Linked DNA regions of Mus musculus: region 2 is linked to region 1. The links are chromatin contacts, called in public Micro-C maps. All regions are on one chromosome and are shown on one strand. The core of a region is the stretch at or near the end of the contact, and the rest is flanking DNA. Distances in the headings are between cores, read along the strand shown. Region 1 holds the start of Lama1 (laminin, alpha 1). Region 2 holds the start of Arhgap28 (Rho GTPase activating protein 28).

Region 1 (5,577 bases), core at 992-3,491:
TTAAGCCTAATGTAGCTGTGCTTTTAATTGTAAGATGGATCATCTGCTAGAAAACATGGGGCGTTATTCTTGCTCACTGCATAGGGAGAGCCTGGCCACTCTAGTTATGACAAAGCACAGAGAGGTGAGGGACCTTGTAAAAGGCCTCTGCAGCAGCCTGCACTTGGATGGTTGAGCCACGTGACTGTCCAAGCAGCAAGATGGTTCTGCTGTCTGTGTCCTACAGGAGTGGTCTGTCACTGTGCAGGATGGAAAAGAGACAGGACTAGTGTCTGGTCCAAGCAGTGGAGTGCGGAGGCTCTCAGAAAAGGCAGCCGTTTTATTAAACTCATTTTTCACCCTGAGCAGGTCTCCACACTCTCCGCAGCCCTGGAGGCAATTTAGGTATTTGCCAAGCAGAGTGAGGAGTGGAAAACTCTGTCCTGTGAACTTTCATAAAACATTTGGGATGAAGATATTTTGACCATTCCATTTTATCCGTGTGCTGTTGTGAAATTTTCTTTTGCTGAAACAGTCCTGCTTGATTCTGAGCCGCGATTGTAAGTCATGACCTGTGGCTCCTGATGCTTCCGATCTGCGATCTGCGATCTGCAGGTGATGGCTGTTCTCCTGCCCGTAACTCCAGCACCAGGTGTGACTGACCTGCAGGCTGTATTTGGGGAGCTGTCTGGACCTTGGAGCCCTCTTACATTGAGTCGTATGGTGACAGTACAGGAAACTGGGTGAGAAATCAGATCTGAGCTCTAGCCCCACACTAAACACAAGCAGGTAAGACAGGCCTGAGCTTACTTCCTGGTCTCTCCCAGGAGCCTCTCTAACTGCCCCTCTTAGAGAAAATCACAGACATGAATGAATGTTCTTTACGATGCCCTATGCATGTATCTAATATATAAGCAAGGCAGTTATTTAGATGCAAAAACATTTGTGATGTTCTAAATGTTTAACGCTTGAGTAATTATTTTTAGATGCTTACTTTACCCCTCATCACTCACTTGCCATCTAGGTATTCATTTTAATATTTAAGTAGTTAAGAACATCTGACTTTAACCTTTAGTGATGTGTTGAGTGGCATTACTGAGCCACAGTGGATTTTTCCCCGTGTGTGTGATAATTTCGCCTGTGCTAACTACCCACCACATGCATACTCAGTGCACGCAGAGGTCAAGAGAGGGTGTTGTATCCTTGGAACTAGAGTTACAGAAGCTTGTGAGCCTGAATTGAGCCCTGATCTCTGCAAGAACAGCACGTGCTCTAAGCCCCTAAACCCTCTCTGCAGCCCCCCCCCCCCGTACCTGTTTAAAGGGCCAAACGGTACAGGTTTGTTTTGTACTTCCTGTTAACAAATAATAGCCAACTATTCTCATTAGAATTTACTCATTACGTGGTTAAGGACCTGTGCTTAGAGAAACCGGGAATTGGTAGAGTTTTCAAAGTGATTTAGACAAACTGAACAAAAATGACCTCCTCCTATGAAAGAGAAAACGGCACAGGGCATCGTGGGAAACGTCATGGTGTCTGTGCATAGTGTGGAAATGCGTTATGAATACGTTTGCGAGGAAACTAAACTAAAACTTTCTCAGGTTTAAAACGAGTTTTTCCAAAATGAGCGTTGAGACTTGGAGACTACCCTTATACTTAAGTCCCAGCAACCGTCTGAGCTTTCCCTAGGCAAAAAAGCTACCCATTTTCTGAAGGGGGCTGGCAAACAAACAAAATGAAAACACAGCCACCCAAACCAAAACCACTGAGAGTGTCCTGTGCAGGAACAGACAGGATATAGGGTCCCGCAAGAATGGACTGTGACCTGACTATATTTCTACAGCTGGGGATTGGCCAAGACTGCACAGTTCCAACAGGCAGAAAAGGGTCAACAGGGCAAATACTTTCTTGGAATCCACCCTCCAGGGCCAGGCTTAACAGAAACCTGCTTCTCCCCGGCCCCTGTCTCTCCACCTTCCTCCCTATTGGACCCTGAATGCTCACCCCAACTGGAGTGGAGGGTCAGAGTACCACCCAGGAGAGGCACCCCGCCACCACCACCAGGGGCAGAACAGATCCCCTTGGGAAGAGACCCCTAGGAAGGACTCCGCACGGCGGGGCTCCCCCTGGAGGACAGACCTGGGCGCAGCGGGGCGCCTTTGGGGGAGGTCCTGGGTAGGACAGGGGCGGGGCGCGGCCAGGCAGGCGGGGGTGTGTCCGAAGGGCCTGCGCACCAGGCCAGGGTCGAGCTGGGAAGAGCACACTCGCGCAGTGCCTGTGAGCGAGCACGGGCGAGACCTTCCCCAGGAGCGCAGGGAGCGGCGGCGACAACATGCGCGGCAGCGGCACGGGAGCCGCGCTCCTGGTGCTCCTGGCCTCGGTGCTCTGGGTCACCGTGCGGAGCCAGCAGAGAGGTGAGCTCCGCGGCGGGAACACCGCTGACCCTCCGACTGGCGAGCGGGAGCGTGCGGGCGCAGGGGACAAAGCGCGGCGCTCGGGGCTGTGGATGGGCGCACGCACCCTGGCGCAGCGCGGACCTGCTGCGGGCCGCACGGGGCTGCAGGGACTCCAGCGGAAGCCGCCTCCCTGAGGACGCTGGCTGCTCCCTGGAGCTCTAGGCTCTGGTTTCCTCTGACTCTAGGGGTCACCTGCTTTCTAGCTTAGTGGGACCTTGAGATCCAGGAGTACAGTGGGTGGCGAGAGTGGCGTGTCCGGCACGTGAGAAGGGACACTGACTCCGTACCCAACGCCTGAGTGGCTGCGGACTGGCCGGAGACCGCCGGGTTGGTTGATTGTATGCAGCGCTCCCGCAATGAATGGGAACGGAGTTCTCTGGCATTCACTTCATTGTCCTGTGTTGCAGAGAGAGACCATGGAAGGAGAAAGGCCGGCTCCTCTGGGGCACTAGCATCCAGGGTGGTCTAGCGGGAAAAGACTGATGGAGAAGGGGTTCCAAGGTCAGCTGTCCTGGGCAACTGGGACCCGCATATGGCGTCCAGGACACAAATGTGTTCTCTAAAGTGTGCTCTTTGTGTACTCTGTAAAGTGAGCAAATAGACTCCCCACGCGTGTTTAAATTATGTGCACTATAAATTATGGCGTAAGGGGCTAGAAAGGTCGGACAGTGAGTGTGTCGGCTCTCCTTGGAATCAGTAGCTTTCTTTACAAGGTTGAGAACAGAAGCCAACCCAAAGTGAATTTTCAGTGGGCACTGGAGATGGGAGGTGGAGGGACAGAGAATATACCATGCCACCCAGAGTTATCTGCAAGCCCCTGCTAGGTGGTCACAAATGTTTGTCGAAAACGTCTCAATGTATGCAACAAGTGACATTGAGTGTGTTCCCACAGATTGCTCTCCAGGAGCACAGGTTAAAAGTAGGAGGCCGAACTCGAAATGCCCTCGTGGGAAAAATGTGTGTTTGGGCATTGTGCAGAGCCGTGAGCTGTGCAGGCTATGAGCATCCCATTCATTCATGCATTCATGATGAAAGCGCTGGACCGAGCTGGAAACGCAGCTTTGAATAGCCCGGCGGCTGCTCAGCTCAGGAGCGGGGGCTGGGAGAGGGGAATTTACATAGTTATCAGGGAAAGAAAAGAGCCAGCCTTTGGGAGGGAAGCTTTTGACGCTGAGAGCCCAACTCCTGCCTGTGAGGTTGCTGAAAGTGACCAAATCAGGGTTCTCACAGGGTGGAGAAAGCAGCTTGCCTTGGTTTATTGTTTCAAGACATTGAAAGTCTTAGACTGAGGAGATGCTCTGAATGCCTTCCGTTCCCCTGAGGGCTGGGTGCTTGGCCTGGGTGGTTATGAATGGTGTTTGGAGAAAGTGGACTGCGTGGGGCTTTCCTGCTTTGAGACACTGCAGAAAAGCTACGTCAGGCAGGGCCTTTGAATCGCTCCTATCTAGTCTATATTTGCCAACCCACAGCTTTCCTAATGAGTATCCTTGGAAGTTTTGTTCCCTGTATGGCTGATGAAATGGCATGATTTACTCTCTCTCTCTCTCTCTCTCTCTCTCTCTCTCTCTCTCTCTCTCTCTGTGTGTGTGTGTGTGTGTGTGTGTGTGTGTGTGTGTGTGTGTATACTAGCCTAGATCTCATGATGCTGCCCTGGTTGGTCTTGAATTTATGAGTTCAAGTCATTCCCCTGCCTCAGCCTTCAGAGCAGTTTGGACTGCAAGCACGTGACTACACCTAGTGGGGTGCTTACAGTTTTGAAACTGATCACGGATCTAAAAGCATGAGATCATTAGCTGTTCCTATTATTCCTCGGGGATTGCTTTACAACTAACAATGTCTGACTCCTTGGCTGAAATGTAACCTTTAAAGTGAGATGTCCTCTAAGTATTGGATAAGAAGGGTTGTGTTTCCAGGACTGTGGGTATGTATGGCTTTGCGGTAGAGCATTTTGTCCAGCCTGTACGTTCAAACTCTACCTAGTGCAGCCCAAAGGAAAATCCAAGCTGCCGTGTTTTTTTAAATGACATGCTAACTTCACAGCTGATTATTTCAATTGGAAAACATCTAAGAGCAGAATGCTCAATTTGGTAAGTGGCATGTTAAGTTCTAGCAGGTAATTAGTCAAATGGAGTTCCTTTTCTGTAGCCCGCTTTTCTAAGTACAGGGCAGTAAGGTGTTACTGGAGCAGTTAGAAAGTAGGGTCTCCATATTAAGACACCTCTGCCCTCTCCCCACAAAGCCTGCGCTCCCACCTTGCTTTTGCCTGTTTCCTAGACAATATGCATGAGGTCTGCCTTTGTAGTTACTCTGTATGTGTAGTGAGCACACTAAGGCCAGAAAGGTGTGAAGTGGACAGAGTGTCCTATGTAGCTCTTAGAAGTGTGCTATTTCCTAAGCTTGGAAGATGAAGTGTGCATGTAGCTACATACTTCATTGTAACGATGCTCGAAGCTCCAGGTTGTTCATGAAGCCCAGTGGATGATGCTCTTTATCACTTAGAGCAAATTCTCTGGGAAGCAATGCAAGCAATACCTTCCACCTCCGGGTACCTAGCTCTGTAGCGTTATAGGCCACTATCCGTGGTAAATTACTGATGTTCTCTGTGGTTGAGTTTCAATATTAGTAAAATACGAGTAGTAATCATGTCTTCCAGGAAGCGATGTTCATGGTTAACTGGGTTAATGTAGAAAAAGATTTCCAAAGTGCATGAAATACAGCTAGGCTGTGATAAACATTGTATAGGATGATGATGATAGTGATGATTCACAGTGTTATGTGGGGAAGGCCCTTTCCCAAACCATATTGTCTCTACACTGTTAAAAAAAAAATCGAACTCTGTATTTGGAGTTAAATTGCATTAGGTTCGGCTGCTCAAATGTGTTACTTTGGTTAGCCTTGACTTTGTTCCTTAACCTTCGTGGGGGCCAATCTTTCATCCTCAGTGGAAAGACTAGCTTCAGAACAGTTGCCTTCTCTACTTGGATTTTCCCTCCACTTCCTTGTGGTATTATTGGATGCTCTCGGGTTGACTTTCTGGGTACACAAGGAAGCATACTTCTTCTATGTTATGACCCCACCTATCCTTATTCCCTGTGTAGGACCACCTTACGAACTCAAATTGTTCCCCCATCTCCTCACTTTC
Region 2 (5,731 bases), core at 555-3,054, 310 kb after region 1:
GTAAGTCAAAGGTTAATAACTGGGCCTGATAATTTCTGTTATCAGGCACATGATGGATGATGTAGTATCCTCTAGCTCCTAGTAAACACGGGAACCTCTATTTTCAGTGCTTCTACTGAGGGCCAGGGAGTTAAGCTATCCTCCCATAATTCTGCTGGGGGGGGCTGGAAGGAGGGCTGCACACTCCCATCCCCCGCCTCAGAGGAGGGAGTAACTGAGGGTCCTCTGGAGTACAAGGCAATCGGCAACATTATAAACTTAGACCCAACTGGTTTATGGTAAAGAACTGACTATGATATCAGTCAGCTCTCCCACTCTCACACATTACCATTCTACAAGACCACATGCTGAGCTAATAAAAAACAAAATCTCCCTCCAATTTGCTTTCAGCTATCTGGCTGATGCCCACAGGGACAGCTGCTAGGGTTTAAGCTACACCCAAGCCACTTAAGAATGTAGAAAACTGGCCCCTGCCTTGCATCCAATCCCATCTATTTAGTCAAGATGGTACTTTCTTCTAAAAGAATTACACACTCAATACAAAGAAGAGTTTGTATCTTCAAGCTGAGTCAAAATGATGTGCGTGACTCCGACTGCCGGAGAAAACTGGTACATCTCTCACTGTCTGTTTTAAAATGAGATTTGACTCAACCTGCTCTCTCTGGAAGAAACAATAATTTCTTTGTTAGCGAAGACCAGTATAATTCCTAAGCCAGTGCGATTGGTTCATCTCATGGATACCGTCCAAAGCATATTATGTGACATAGTCACAAATCAATTAAATTGGGAAACAGCAGTAATTATAATCACATAAAGTTAAGAGTGTGAGGAAAAGCAAGTAATTGAAAATAACAGTGATGTAAGATGCCATTAGGAGATGATATCAAAACACGCATTAGCGTAGGCTTCAAAATAAATAAGTAAAAACGTCCACTGATATAGTCGTAGAGAATAGCAAAGGAACTTCCCCTAAACACGCCAGACAGCAAACCATCTCACATTTGGAATATTTTTGACCATCCGTCTTTGGCGGAACAGATGGGCATGCCAGAGCAATGTTCTCCAGATCCCTGGCTTACTAAATGCACATGGTCACCCAAAGAAATAAACAGGAATTGCGTTGGTTGCATACAATCGGCACCGGCACTCATCAAATAATGACATCACTGTATTTAAACAATTGAGGGTATTTACAGTAGAAGTGAAATTGTTATGTCAGTGAAGGTTTCCTTTTGAGAAAAACTTTAGCTTCAAATAGTTAATCTGAGTGTCTGCGAGAACTTTTTTTCTTTTCAACCGACTTGTGTTTGGGTTCTTGGTAATATTTTAAAATTTCTCCAGTACATGGTGAGAGTCTTCCACAGAAATGGTATGTTTATCTAACTCTTGATAAAGTTGCGTCAAGACTACAAGTACCCCGCTAGCCTCAGCCAGCCACACACAGACTTTTTGCCCAGGCTGTTTCTCATCTCCAATCAGGATCATACAAAGAGCAGTCTCAGTTATCAACTCCATAAAAACTTGCCTAAGCGCTGCCCCCTCCCCGCCCCGCCCGGCGCGCGCGCGCGCGGCCCGCGGTGCCGCTCCGTACCTGCTGAGCGGATGGCTGGCCCGGGACGCGCAGCGTGGCTCAGCGCCCTGCGGTTGCGAGCGCGCGTGCGAGTGGTAGGCGGTCAGCACCACGCCGCCCGAGTCCTCCACCTCCATCCTCAGCGGCGCATGTCCCCGCGCTAACCCAGAACAAAGACCGAGACCAACGTGGACTAGCTCCGGGAGCGGGTCAGCGGCCCCGAGCGTCCGGCGCCCCAAGGCTCTGCGACTAGGACGGCCCCGCCCGCCCAAGGGCCACGCCCACAGAGTACAGCGGCAGATTAGCATACAACGCGGGCCACGCCCACAAAACAAGGCGCACCGATTAGCATAACTAAGAGCCACGCCCACAGAGTACAACAGACAGATTAGCTTAATACACCGAGGGCACGCCCACAGAGTACACCGGGCCGATTAACAAACACTGAGGGCCACGCCCACGGATCCCTGCTTCTAGGAAACTGGAAACCTGCCTGGAGCTTGCGGCTCCAGCCAGCAGCTCTAGTAAAGTTTGTGTTTTTCTTCCTTTGTTTCTCCTTTCCTCTTCTCAACCTCCTCCTCGGCCCCTTCAGACGGGAGGCTTATCCCATGGCTAGGAACATTTCCTGCCTGGCAGTCAGAAGTGAGACAGAAACCATGCCTTAGGCAAGGGGAGAAAGGCTAGGTCTGGAATGGGTGCTCTGGGGAAGAAAGGGAGAAAAATGTGACACTCTCATTTAAATGTAACACTCTCATCTGAATCGGAAATTGAAGAGCTGAATGGCACTGACGTTTGCTAGTCTAAGTGACAGCGAATTCGATTTCCCTTCTGCCCAAGCCATTCCCTCTGCACGTGCAAGCCTGAGCTTCCTTCCCATACCCTCAAGACTGCAACGCCAGACTCTTACCTCATTCCTAACATCCCTTTCCTCCACTCAGTTGTGGTCCCTGACAGATACTGTTTCCAGACTGTCTGAAAAGTACTCCTTATTGCCACGGGCTCCATGAATGCTATTTTCAGGGGGCTTTTTAAGGGAGAAGATTATAAACACACATGCACACACACACACACACACACACACACACACACACACTGTATATAACATACCCAAAAGTGCAATATAGTCTTTCTCCTGATTGTGTTTCTGGTTGGAACTGCTTTCAAAATTCTCTCCCTGTGAAACCGCTTAGAGATCATCAATCAAAGCCCCCTCCCCCACCTCTTACTCCCCGGCCACTTTCCAGAAATGGCTCTTGCTTTGTTACAGGAATAATTTCATTCTGCTCTGTGATGAAGGTAGACTCTCCAGACCATGCCTTGTGTGTTTCTTTGCTCTGGTCTGGCATCCACTTGAGTGACTCCTAATAGGTCGTGGTCTTTTTTTTTTTTACCTCCCCCCTCCCCCAAAGGCCAGATGGAACCAGGAAACTTCTCAGAATGAAACACCAAGGAGTAGAAAGCCTGAGGGGAAAACCCACCACTAACTCATGATCAAATTACCATTTTCCAGCAAGTTGGTGCTTTCTACTCAACTGGAAGCTGCTGGAAGAACTGGTCTCTCTCTCTCTCTCTCTCTCTCTCTCTCTCTCTCTCTCTCTCTCTCTCTCTCTCATATCCCAGAGCCCCTCCTGTTTCACATAGCACACACTCCAGAGAGGAAGGTGTGCTGGATAGTGTTTATCAACTTGACACAAGCTGAGGTCATCTGCGGGGAAGGAGCCTCAATTAAGAAAATGCCTCCATAAGAATCAGGCTGTAGGCAAGCCTGTAGAGTGTTTTCTTAACTAGGGACTGGGGGAGTGGGGGTAGCCCATTGTGAGTGGTGCTGGCACTGGGAAGGTGGCCCTAGGTTCTAAAGAAGGCATGCTGAAGAAGCCGTGGTGAGCAAGCTAGAGAGCAGCACCCCTCCATGGCCTCTGCCTCAGCTCCTGCCTCCAGGTTCCTGCCCTGCTTGAGTTCCTGCCCTCACTGCTTTTGATGAAGAACTGTGAACTGGAACTGGGAGGGAAATTAACCCTTTCCTCCCCAAGTTGCTTTTGCTCATGGTGTTTCATTCCAGTAATAGTAACCCTACCTAGGTCAGAAGGCTTGGTGATGAATGAATGAATGGATGAATGAATGAATGAAATGAATGGCTGGAATACAAGTGGATTGGTAAAGTAGATAGTACTCTTCAGGGTAGTGGTTCTTAGCTTTCAAGCTAGCCAAGGGATTTTTCCAAGTGACTCATATTGCTTCATAGCACTGAATCGAGCAACAAAAACAAGTTCTCTGTGTACTTCCATTTTTTGTGTGTGAGCTACAAAGTACAGCTTTTGTCAGCATCCTTGAGTTTTCAGGTTGCAAAAAGATGCCAGACTGCACATGTTGTGTGGCACAATGTGTTACTCAAGCTCCTTCCATTAACCCTTCAGATTGTCCGACCTGATGTGACTTATAGTCTCTAAGGGCTGGATCGGGTCATCTGTAACACAAGAGAGAAACCAGCAGGAAATCTAGAGAGATGGGGAGAAAGGTTGTGTGCACCAATCCTCGGTCTGATTTGCTACAGGGAGGGGGTGTTTCTTCTCTCTGAAGCTGTGACCTTGATGGTAGCTGTATGCTGCTCTCTGGAGTCTAGTAACCACTACTTGGTAGACAGACCTAGGGGTGGTGATGGCTAAGTGTTCCTGAATCACGACATACTTCTTCCTTTACTATGGGTACAACTTTAGAGACAGTCCCTCTCTTGCTAAGCTGTCCTTATCACCTGTGCTGCATGATCCTTCCATCAAGACATCGGCCTGCCGGAGAATCTTTGTGGGGCAGAATCCCTTAAGTGAAACTGCTGATGTGGCCGCACTGGAATAGTCCTGCTTTCCACTAAAGACAAAAATTGGTCTGTACAAGTGTTTTCTCAGTGAATAATTTTCAGCCTAAACAAGTTTAGTAATATAGACACCATGAAATCCATTTGGGGGCCTGAGCTCTGAGGTGGGACACCTGTCTGGCATGTGGCTCATGACCCTGAGTTTGATTCTAATTGATCCTCAGGATTGAAAGAGAAGAGGTGGGGACAAGGGTTGAAAACAAAAAGACCTTCAGGCTAGGGATGACAGCTTAGGGCAGTGACAACTCGCCGGGTTGTGGAGTGAGTCCACACGAGGACCTTCGGGAAGATAAAGTTATCTGGACAGTGGACCATGGGCATTCGTTCTGAAATAGGACTTCCTGTTTGTTGGAGACAGGGTAAATGGAAGCAAGTTTGAGTTTCCTGTGCCAAGTACTGGGCTTAGAATCAGGAAACATGGGTGTCCACACCAGCCCAACACCGGCAAAACATGGGGCTCCGAGCAACATGCTAGTTTGTAGACCTGTTTCTGCACATTTGAAAGAAAGGAACTTACCTTGCATCAGGGTTCTATTCTGCTGTAGATGTCAAAACATCAGCCCACAGATGCTTCAGCGAGTGTTCTCAGCACCAAGTTACATCCGGACTGTGGACCCCAGGCCAGGATAAAGCATCGCTCAACCTTATTCCGGGATTTCTGAGGTCTGAATCCAGGCTCTTAAGTGTTAACAGAAAAGGTTTCCTGAGATGTAAAATGCACACTTCCTTACTTGATGTAAATAAGTAGGGCTTAATTTATGTTTCCTTGTGTAACTTCTCATAAACCTACTTAGTATGCTAAAGGTTATATACCACTAACATAAAAATAATTAAGTGGTAATTACATTTATTTTTTTGGACACATAGTTATTTCTGTATAGGGGTATGTATAATTTATTCTCATTATCTGCTCTTAGAATGCATTGAGGATTAACAGGGTTTTTTTTTTTTTTTTTTTTTTTTTGTATTTATTGTAGCTCTGTCAATAGGTGGACATGAAGAGCCATCAGAGATCTGCAGAATATGGGGACCCTGGGTGCAACAAGACTCCACTTATTCAATGAACAGAAGAGAACAGTCAAAAAGGCCAGAGATTCAAGTCTGGGTCTGGATAATAGGATTGCCACTTACTGATGAGACTGTTCTCATTCCTCATTTGAAATGTGAGAACTGACCAAAATTGGTAGAAAAGCAAAGAGCTTATCTTTTAAAACTTCTGTTACACTAGTAAACGTAACTGTGCTGGCCAGTCGGATGTCAGCTTGACACAACCTAGAGTTATCTGAAAGGAG

What was found. Hi-C and Micro-C count contacts between places; a contact is called where the count stands out from the background.
Region 2: a Micro-C map of embryonic stem cells shows a contact between it and region 1, with 2.7 times the contacts expected there. The contact joins the promoter of Arhgap28 here to the promoter of Lama1 in region 1. A contact is called at or near these places in 3 of 484 Hi-C or Micro-C datasets (all in embryonic stem cells) and 1 of 115 datasets of contacts at active chromatin or transcription factors (extraembryonic endoderm stem cells).

Annotation. Positions count from the first base shown.
Region 1 is chr17:67,695,024-67,700,600 of GRCm38.p6, forward strand. Lama1 (laminin, alpha 1) reads left to right here and starts at 2,242. Exons shown (of 63, transcript NM_008480.2): 1 at 2,242-2,393. The coding sequence starts at 2,312.
Region 2 is chr17:68,002,304-68,008,034 of GRCm38.p6, forward strand. Arhgap28 (Rho GTPase activating protein 28) reads right to left here and starts at 1,805. Exons shown (of 18, transcript NM_172964.4): 1 at 1,592-1,805. The coding sequence starts at 1,707.